2 separate regions of the Mus musculus genome follow, and region 2 is linked to region 1. A link is a contact called in public HiCAR-type data. All regions are on one chromosome and are shown on one strand. The core of a region is the stretch at or near the end of the contact, and the rest is flanking DNA. Distances in the headings are between cores, read along the strand shown. Region 1 overlaps Gpcpd1 (glycerophosphocholine phosphodiesterase 1). Region 2 holds the start of Gpcpd1 (glycerophosphocholine phosphodiesterase 1).

Region 1 (4,498 bases), core at 611-3,110:
TGTGGAGGTCAGAGGACAACTTGGAAATTGGTACCCTACTTCCATCATGTGAGTCTTGGAAAGTAAACTCAGGTTATCAGACTTGGTGCCAAGTACATCTACCCACAGAATTATCATCTGGCTGCCTCTATATGACACTTAAAAAATATATCAGTACTTGTATGAAGTACCATATTGAAATAAATTATTCTATACTTTAAAAGAAAAACAAACATAAACGATTATATTAAATTTTTTCTTTTATCCAATCATTGTTTATTTTTTGTCCTCCACCAGAGAAACTCAGGCTCTACACTTAAACTGGGGTGGGGGATGAGAGGGCATCTTATTTTATTTCTTCCCACAGTTTTTCACAATGGCTTTCACTTCCCAAAGTAATTTAAACTGTTAGTGCCACTTATCTTTAATCTCAGCACTTGTGCGTTGAGGGTAGGTTGGATCTCTGTGAATTCATGGCCAGATAGGGCTGCACAGACAGATCCTGTATCAAAAAAATTAATACATCGTTTTGTCTTCTATTTGAAAGGATATACTAATCCAGGGGCATACTGATCCATAGTTGATAATCTGTAGCTAGTTTTAGTTTATTGTTGCTAATTAAGCAGCATCTTGGTAAAGTTCTCTTTCAGATGTGTGACTATGTAAAATAAACCATTTTAACTAAGGAAATGTGACTTCATGTGTATGGGGAATTACAAGGAAATAGTGTAGTTCCCTTTTAGAAAAGTATGGTATTTTTAAAAGAGTTTTAATTTGCATGTATGTATGTATGTGTGTGTGTGTGTGTTTGTGTGCACATGCATGCACATCATGTGCATTCCTCCCCTGCTGAGGCAAGAAAAGAGTGACAGAGTTGTAGATGGTTCTGAGTGACCTGACTTGTGAGCTGGGAACTGAACCTGGCTTCTCCACAAGAGCAGCGAGTACTCCTAACTCCTTATGCTCAGGTGACTGCAGGAGCAGAGCGCGGAGGCTCTGTAGTGCATTCTTCCCCTCATTTCTTCCTGACGCTCTGTTGTGTAGCTGTAATAGAGAGAGAGTCTTGTGCTCCTGCTCAGTGCACAGACAGGGGCATTGCCCTGAAGGCTCTCTCACTGTTTTTTAGTGCTGTGAGTGTTTGCAAATGGATGGGAATACCTCAACACACATCTTTTTATTTGGCCAGGAAAAAGTTGTACTTTTGTAAAACAGAAAGTTGTAAGAGACCAGTTAACCATGTTGGAGAAGTTTGAAGCGAGATATTCATGAAGTGGTTTTATTGTACAAAATTATAATGGCTTTGTGTACAAAATTATAATTTTACCTTAAAAAATTTTGATCTGTGATGAGAAATGTGTTGTCTGCTTCCTTGCTTCCTTTTCTTCTGTCAGGGCGCAGCATTTGTAGAATTTGATGTCCACCTTTCAAAGGACTTTGTGCCCGTGGTGTATCATGACCTCACCTGCTGTCTGACCATGAAGAGGGTATGTTGACATCCTTGTAGTTTATGCTTACTGTGATAAGATGTTTGTTTTTATTATTTGTTACAGTTGGTGAATTCACTTGCTTAGTGAATTACTACCGGGTCTTCTTAAGCCTTTATAGTATTCAGAGATAGGTTTGATGGAGTGATTTCCTGGAGTCGGGCAGCAGTGCCACTGGATTTTCTTTTTGATGTTACTGATGAATGGACATGTCAAGTATTTTCTGTATTGGTCCCTTGGTACAGTATTGAGGCAGAAGAGGAAGGTCATTTCCCCATGACTCCCATCTATTTCTGCTTCATATCTTAAATTAATCAGCTGGCACAGCTGGGGTGGAGTGCTGTGGCATCAGTATGCAGAGGCCTTTCAGTCAAGGCAGGCTAGATGGAAGATACAGGAATTTGAGGACTACAGAGCAGTGAGACACAGCTGCAGTAGAACCAGTAAGGAGAGGGGAGCATGTGATGATACAGGGAAGAGTCGCGTGTGGGGTCCTGAAGATTCACTGCTGCTGTTCTTGTGCTCGTCAGTGCTGGCGAGCACGTACACAAAACTGGTATTTTCTAAGGGACTTAAACTAGGTTCAACTTGGATTTTTTTTTTAATTGAATATCATTTTCAGTGATCTGGTTTAAAGTTAGCCAGTTTGCTGCTATTGGACAATAGAATCTGACAGGATAGCTGGCTCTCCCTGCTTAACAGATAGGAGGTTCTAAGAACAGACCCAGATGGGGACCCTTCTGTCTTAGGGGGGCAAAAGGAGAGGATTCATCTACTTTGCTACAAGAGAATGTTACTTCTAACGTAGCTCATTGAAGAGTATTATTGATCCCTTGTTTTCAGCAGACTGTCTTGTGCAGTTGAATCCAAATGAGCTAATGGGGGAATGAAACTAATGAATTGTATATATTTTTATCTTGAGTTTGATTTTTTTTAATTAGCATTTTCATGTAAAAACAATTCACCCATGTCCGTTAAATGCAAGTAGTTCAGAAGATGAAATGAATGACAAATCTTCCTTCCCCTTCCCTTGATCTCATTCCCTTATTCTTAATAGTTTCTTGTGTGTCCTTCCAGAAAAAATTTGTGCATACACAGGTTTGTATCAATGCTCATCAGTGAATATATTTGCGCAATGACTTTTAATGTTGAGTTGATTTATTGGTGGTACCTTAATTCATTTCCTTAAAGAGTGGTACTTCCTACAGTATAACATTTGATATGGCTTTAAAATGTAGATTTGCCTGTGGAGGATACATGCTAGATCATGGTTCTTAAATATTGCTTATAGATAATCAGACACATTTTCATAGAACTGTTTGCGTGTGCACCTGCCACTTTTAGTGTAGTTTAAATATTAAAAGGCTTAGAAAAATTAGAAATTGATTTGCAGCATTAAATTGCTTATAGTACTTGCATGTTGATTTCCTAGGCATGTAGCATGAATCAGTGGCAGATGAAGTGGATACCGACCGCATGAAGGAGGCAGTAATACTAAGAGTAATAAGAGGAACGCCTGGCATCATGCTCTGCCATCGGTGCTTCCTCCCCGTCAGATGCCTCTTTCTTCCAGGCTCTGGCTGCCTACAGTAAAAACAGAAGCTAGGGGCTCAGGGTGTGGCTTTGGCTGTCTGCAGTAAAAACAGAAGCTCAAAGATGAGAGCCTTTGCCCAGCATGTGAAAGGCTGTGGGCTTTTTTGGGACTACAAGGAAAAAAAAAAGCAAAGCTGGAACAGGCGCTCCGGTAGTGGGCCTTTCTGCATGGGGTAATGGTTGATACCTACCAGCTCTCTCATCTTCAGTAAGTTGAGAAGGTAGGTGTATGCAGTGCAAACATTCAAAAATGGTAAAACAGATTTATTTCTCCCCCTTTCTACTAGAAATATGAAGCTGATCCAGTTGAATTGTTTGAAATCCCAGTAAAAGAATTAACATTTGACCAACTCCAGTTATTGAAGGTATTAACAGTGACACAAAATGCAAATATCCCTTCAGCTTTAGTATGGTTTACGTTTGTCTGATTTAGTAATGCTCTCTGCACATAAGAATGACTGCATTAAACATGCATGGGATAGTTTTTATATATACTAGGATCTTGGTATAATTTGCTTTACTGTGTAAGATTCCTTATCTCATCCCTACTAGATACTTAAATAAACAGCTAAGTATTAGTATTTATTATTAAACTGGTAATTTCACATTGTCTGTTCTAGCTTGCTAACTTTTCAAATTACCTTATGTAATTTCTTGCATCAACTATAGATTTTTTTTTTCTAATTGCATTTTGTGTTGTTTGTTTTACAGCTTTCTCATGTGACTGCATTAAAAACCAAAGACCGGAAACGTATGTGCTAGTTTGGAAGCATTGTTTTTGTTTTATGATTGTCATAGATACGTTTGTATCTTTGGTCATTTTAATGGCTATAGTATTGGTCCATGTGAATGTAATTTCATAGATCTGAATTGATTTTCAACAAAGGTGTTACATGCAAATAAGCATTTTACTACCTTCCTTAGTTTTATGTCAGTTCTTTCCAAAAATTCTTTTTTTTAAGATTTATTTATTTATTACATGTAAGTACACTGTATATACTGTAGCTGTCTTCAGACACACCAGAAGAGGGCGTCAGATCTCATTACAGTGGTTGTGAGCCACCATGTGGTTGCTGGGATTTGAACTCTGGACCTTCGGAAGAGCAGTCGGGTGCTCTTACTCACTGAGCTATCTCTCCAGCTCCCTTTCCAAAAATTCTTAACCATTACAAAGTAGAGTGCCTCTCAGGTACAGATTCCACTGCCAGTTGTTGTTGAATCAGCCCCATCCTTTCTAGCTGTGTTGGATGGCAAGTCACTTTACTGAACAACTTCCTGCCTCAGTGTCTTCCCAGAGTGTCCTGCTTCCCACAGCACTGTTTAGTGCCACTTTATATTCCACTCCCAACAGAGCTCTGTGATTTATGTACCTCTTGAAACCCATTGCTTTTGCAACCCCCTTCTTTAGCTGGAATATGTTATCTCTCAAAGGTAGGACAGTG
Region 2 (4,498 bases), core at 717-3,216, 36 kb before region 1:
GTCTCAGAATCCAGTGAGATGGCACATGCTAAGGGTTTCTGTGAAGTTTAAAATACTCAGTGCCCTTCTGGTAATAATAAAGTTAGTTCTCAGATTAACCTCATTAACGATATGTTCGAGGAACCATAACATCCCATAACATCCCATGTACAGAGCAGGAGCCAGAGGAGGGGACACACGGCTTGCCCAGCCCTCCTTTAGGAGCTGTGGTGGCAGAACCAGTCCCACGACTGATAGAGGGGTTGCTCTCAGAGTTTCTAGGCATGCACAGTAAACACTTCCCTTTTCGACTTTCATGGATTCAGGTTTCTTTGTAAATCATCTCTTGTTACTAGCTAGTTATCTTGTAGAAACCTCTGTTTCTGGCCATAGGCCATCCTTCAAGTGTGGATTCAAGTTATCTCCCAGAATCTGTAGGGGGTTGGTTACAGAGCTCAACTAGGATTCCAAAATGTTCAGGTTTCTTATATGATTAATATACTATCTTCATATAAGCAATGCATACCCCTTACTTTAGGGGTTATTTTAAGTTTATTTTGTATGTATGTGTGGTATGTATGTATGTGTATGTATGTATGCACCACATATGGGACTGGTGCCCTTCGGGGACAGAACAGGACATTGAAGTCCCTACACTGAAATTATGGAAAGTTGTGAGCTGCCATGTGGGTGCTGGGAACCAATTCCAGGTCTTCTGCAAGAATAAGCACTCTTAACTACTGAGCTATCTTTCCCACCCAGCATATGCCTTTATTTTTAAATCCCTCTCCCCCTCGTTTATATGTTAATACGAATACATTTTTCCCCCCATTTCTCGCCTGTGATTGCTTGAATCTGCCAATGTGGAACTCAAGGATACGTTGGGTCAACCATACTTTTATTGTTGTTTTGAGACAATGTCTTGTAATGTAAGCTGTTGCTGGTCTAGTACCCATTACGCAGGCAGGCAAGCCTCCAACTCATATCAACCTTGATTTAACCTCTGAGATTCTAGGATTACAGATCTGTATCAGGTGCAGATCTTTTGATATTTTAAGAGGATTTAGGGAGGGGCATGAGTTAGATCTACCATCCCGAACCATAAATATTGCACAAATGGTAGTTTGACTAAATGATGAGATATACTAAAAACATTCAAAGGAAGTAGACTCTTGAAAAACACCACTTAAGTATGACTAACAGCAGAGAAATGAAGTCACAGCGAGCAATTAGCAGATGTAGAGCAGTGGACCTTCAATACGAAAAGGTGATTCTGCTTGATGCTCACTATCTCAATTGAAGTGAAACCCGATTACATAATGTTGTGTTAGAAGTTACCTAGTGGTTGATCTTGGGCTGATTTAGGGTTGGAGGCACACACAGAGATAGAAGAGGAGGAAGAGGAAGAGGAGAGAGGGGAGGAGGAGGAAGAAGAGGAAGGGTAGTTTTAGAAAGCAAAGAACAACTCTAGTTTGGTTTTATTTATTTATTGACTTATTTTATTTATTTGGGGTTTGTGACAGCAGGCTTCTAGAAGTCAACAGGAGTCTGGTCTCTCTCACCATGTAGATTCCAGTGGGTGAACTCAGATCTTCAAATGTGGTCAATGCCTTTATCCACTGAGCTGTTCTGAGCTCCTTGTTTTAGCTTTAAGGATTTAGTCTGTGATTGTTTCCTAAGGAATGCAGTTTCCAGAAAACATCAGGCTCCCTCAGCTCTCTTTTTTGAGACAGGATCTCACTTTATAGCCTTGGCTGGCCTCGAACTCGAGTCTACTTGCCTGGCTCAACCTCCCCAACACTGGGATTACAGGCGCACCACCTTGACCTTCAGTACCTCAGCTGACCCCAGCCAGATGGGCTAAGGCTGTCGGGCCACCTCAGGTCTCTGGGCAGCCCTTCCAGGAACACGCAGCCCGCCCCCCGGCGCGCGGCCGCCGATTGGCCAGGACCGGACCGGGCGTGACGTCAGGCCCCGCCCCGCCGCCCTTCGACCCCGCCCCGCGGGGTGGGCTGGCAGTTTAGTCTAGGGCAGCTGAAACCGGTTTGAGAGGCGGCTGTAACTGGGCTCCTTGCTTCCTCGGGCCACCTAAGGGAGCGCTGGCGAGGCGCTGACGCTCGGCTCCGTCGGCCGCGGCCCAGGCTCTCGGCGCGGCCCGGAGCGGCAGGTGAGGGGGGCCGGCGGTGCGGGCGGGCGCTCACGCGGAGGGGCGGGCGGGCGGGCGGCCTGGTGTTCCGGAGCCGCGGTGCGGCTGGAACCCCGGCTGCCACGCGCGGCTGCGGTCCCACTGAGCGGCGTGACCCAGGACAGCCACGGAAATCCCGGGCGGAGAATAGGGGAACAAAGAAAACGGCGGAGCTGGAGCCCAAGCCCTCGGTGCCTCCCTTCCTCCGCGCCCCCTCAGTCACCTCGCGCCCGCACTGGTGACTCGCGCGGTTTTGACAGCTGCTTCTTTCCCCAAAGTGCCTAGAAATTAGTGCCCGCGAAAGAAACTCCGGGTGACAGTACAGCCGGGCGGGGGGAACCCAGGGCTTTGTGTAGCTCCTCGTCCGTGCCCTCGGTGACGTTTTAGGGCTGCGGTCCCCTTGGCGTCGCCGGCTTGGAGGCAGTGGCTGCCCCGTGCTGCTTCATCTGCCGGGTCCGGCCAGAAGCCCGAGGGCTTGGAAGCCTGGAGTTTGCCGGTTTCTAGCGATTCTCTGACTCTGCAAGCAGCAAGCATGGTCGGGTCTAGAGTCCCCTCTTATACTCCTGTCCCCTGCCACTCTGGGTCTCCTGCCCACTTAACTCTGCCCTTCAAGCTGCTGCCTGCTACATTTCTAACACAATAAGGAAAAGAATAAATACAAGCTGTCAGCCTCCCCTCTCTCCCAAATTGCTCAGTGTTCTAGAAACACACAGCACAAAATAAAACTGGTAAACCCCATGCAGTGGCTTACATACTAGGGGAAATCAGTGTTCTAAACAAAATTTAAATCTGTAAAGAGAGATACAGGAAATTTGCACCCGGAGAACTGGTAAACACAAGAAAACTGAATAATATTTGGTGTGTATAAAAAGTTGGTGGGTGAGTCAACTATTTGTATATAATAAAAACGTGTAATAAATGCATATGAAAATGATATCAACACGAAATGAAAAGCATTTGTAAAAAATCCCACTGCATGTCTAAAGATGATGAGATGTTAATTTGGCTTAAGGACTGTCCAAAGGCTAATGCCTTTGCTTAATGAAAAACCCATTCTTGTCTGCATATGTTTGATTAAAATATTAGCTGAAAGTATATGGAGGTCTGAGAAATGGGGCCATAGTGATCCCCCCACTAACACGGGCAGACATCAGTGTGGTCACTTAACCTGCTTCTTAATTATAGGATATTCTGAGAATCTGCTAGAATCGAGGAGAATTAGAAACAGCTTTTTTTTTCTTTGAAAAGTTTTAAAGGAAAACACAGATGTTCTTTTTTGGCCAGAAATATGTGCTTTAGCTAAAAATACCCACTTTCAGTTCAGCTGTAAGCTAAATGTTTCTGTCCCTTTGGGGTTAGCTTAAATTTCCAGTATGTTTCTCAAGCTGATAAACCAGCTAGGTCTGAAACTAGCTAGGTCCACAGTTGAAAACATTCAGCAAAAAAGAATAAACTTTTTTGTCAGGAGGAACTGTGAAAAGTTTTGATGTCAGTAAGTTATGGTGGGTGACATTTAAAAACTCCTTGAGTCTTTTAACAAACTTCAAATGGGCCAGACACAGGCTGCAATGCACACTTTTTTTTTAAACAAAAAAACAAAAAACAAAAAAAACCAAAAAAACAGCCAGGGCGTTGAAGTGAGATCCAGCCTCAAAAATAAGTAAGCAAATTAAATTAACAGCTCAAATTTACCTAAACGTGCTGTGTAGTATATATCTTTAGGTAGTACAAATTGGGAATTGCATTGGGAAAGGAATTACCAAAGCCAAAACAACAAACTCCGTAGTGAGGCGGTAGGTGAGCTGGTTATCTGTCTCAGCCGGGTGTGCAGTTACTAGCAGTTTTTACTCTTACCTTTTATGTGTATCTGAAAGACCTCCTTCATCCAAGTTGGGATATTTTTGTTTGTTTAGCAGAAGAATAAAGGTAGATGTAAACTTTGAGATCCTCAGTAGAACAGGTACTTTCTAAAACACTGTTACTGCTGTTTTGGAGGCGGTTGGGTGCTGAAGCTGTCCTGCACCAAAATTTTGGCCTCTGTCCATGGTCAAGTGAGCTGCCAGCACAGCGCCTTCCCAGGTTTGCTTGGTATGGTGCTACAGTTTTTGAGGGGTGAGAATTGAACTAGATTGCTGACTTTTGACAATTCAAGTGGACGATGGCACTTGTCTCCTGGACTGTTCTGTGTTTCCATGTGTTTGTCTCTGTGTAGTGCACCAGCTGCAGCTGTTACTGCTGAGTTGTCAGCGCGATCTCGCAACTGTAGAGATAGAAAACTTGGCTGTTTTCTCTTTTATTAAATATCCAGACTGTTCCTGGTTGTCTAATGAAGTA

The links. HiCAR-type assays count read pairs that join an accessible place to other places.
Region 2: a contact with region 1 is called in a HiCAR-type map of PVALB interneurons, with 2.8 times the contacts expected there. The contact joins the promoter of Gpcpd1 here to the enhancer-like site in region 1. A contact is called at or near these places in 3 of 39 promoter capture datasets (the C10 cell line, fetal liver and macrophages), 2 of 15 datasets of contacts at CTCF or cohesin (CD8 T cells and large pre-B cells), 60 of 484 Hi-C or Micro-C datasets (3T3-L1-derived adipocytes, the 63-12 cell line, the AML12 cell line and 47 more), 6 of 115 datasets of contacts at active chromatin or transcription factors (CD8 T cells, the HPC-7 cell line, PVALB interneurons and 3 more) and 3 of 9 other capture datasets (adipose tissue, liver and pancreatic islet).

Annotation. Positions count from the first base shown.
Region 1 is chr2:132,539,208-132,543,705 of GRCm38.p6, reverse strand. It overlaps Gpcpd1 (glycerophosphocholine phosphodiesterase 1), which reads left to right. Exons shown (of 20, transcript NM_028802.3): 12 at 1,371-1,463; 13 at 3,344-3,421; 14 at 3,768-3,807. Among named protein-coding and RNA genes, the nearest start is that of Gpcpd1, 37 kb to the left of the region's middle. Within about 2 kb of position 1,860, at least 5 of the 459 cell types and tissues checked have an H3K27ac peak or open chromatin away from gene starts, as enhancers often do. A contact at or near this core is called in PVALB interneurons, where this site is marked.
Region 2 is chr2:132,575,716-132,580,213 of GRCm38.p6, reverse strand. It overlaps Gpcpd1 (glycerophosphocholine phosphodiesterase 1), which reads left to right and starts at 1,966. Exons shown (of 20, transcript NM_028802.3): 1 at 1,966-2,146.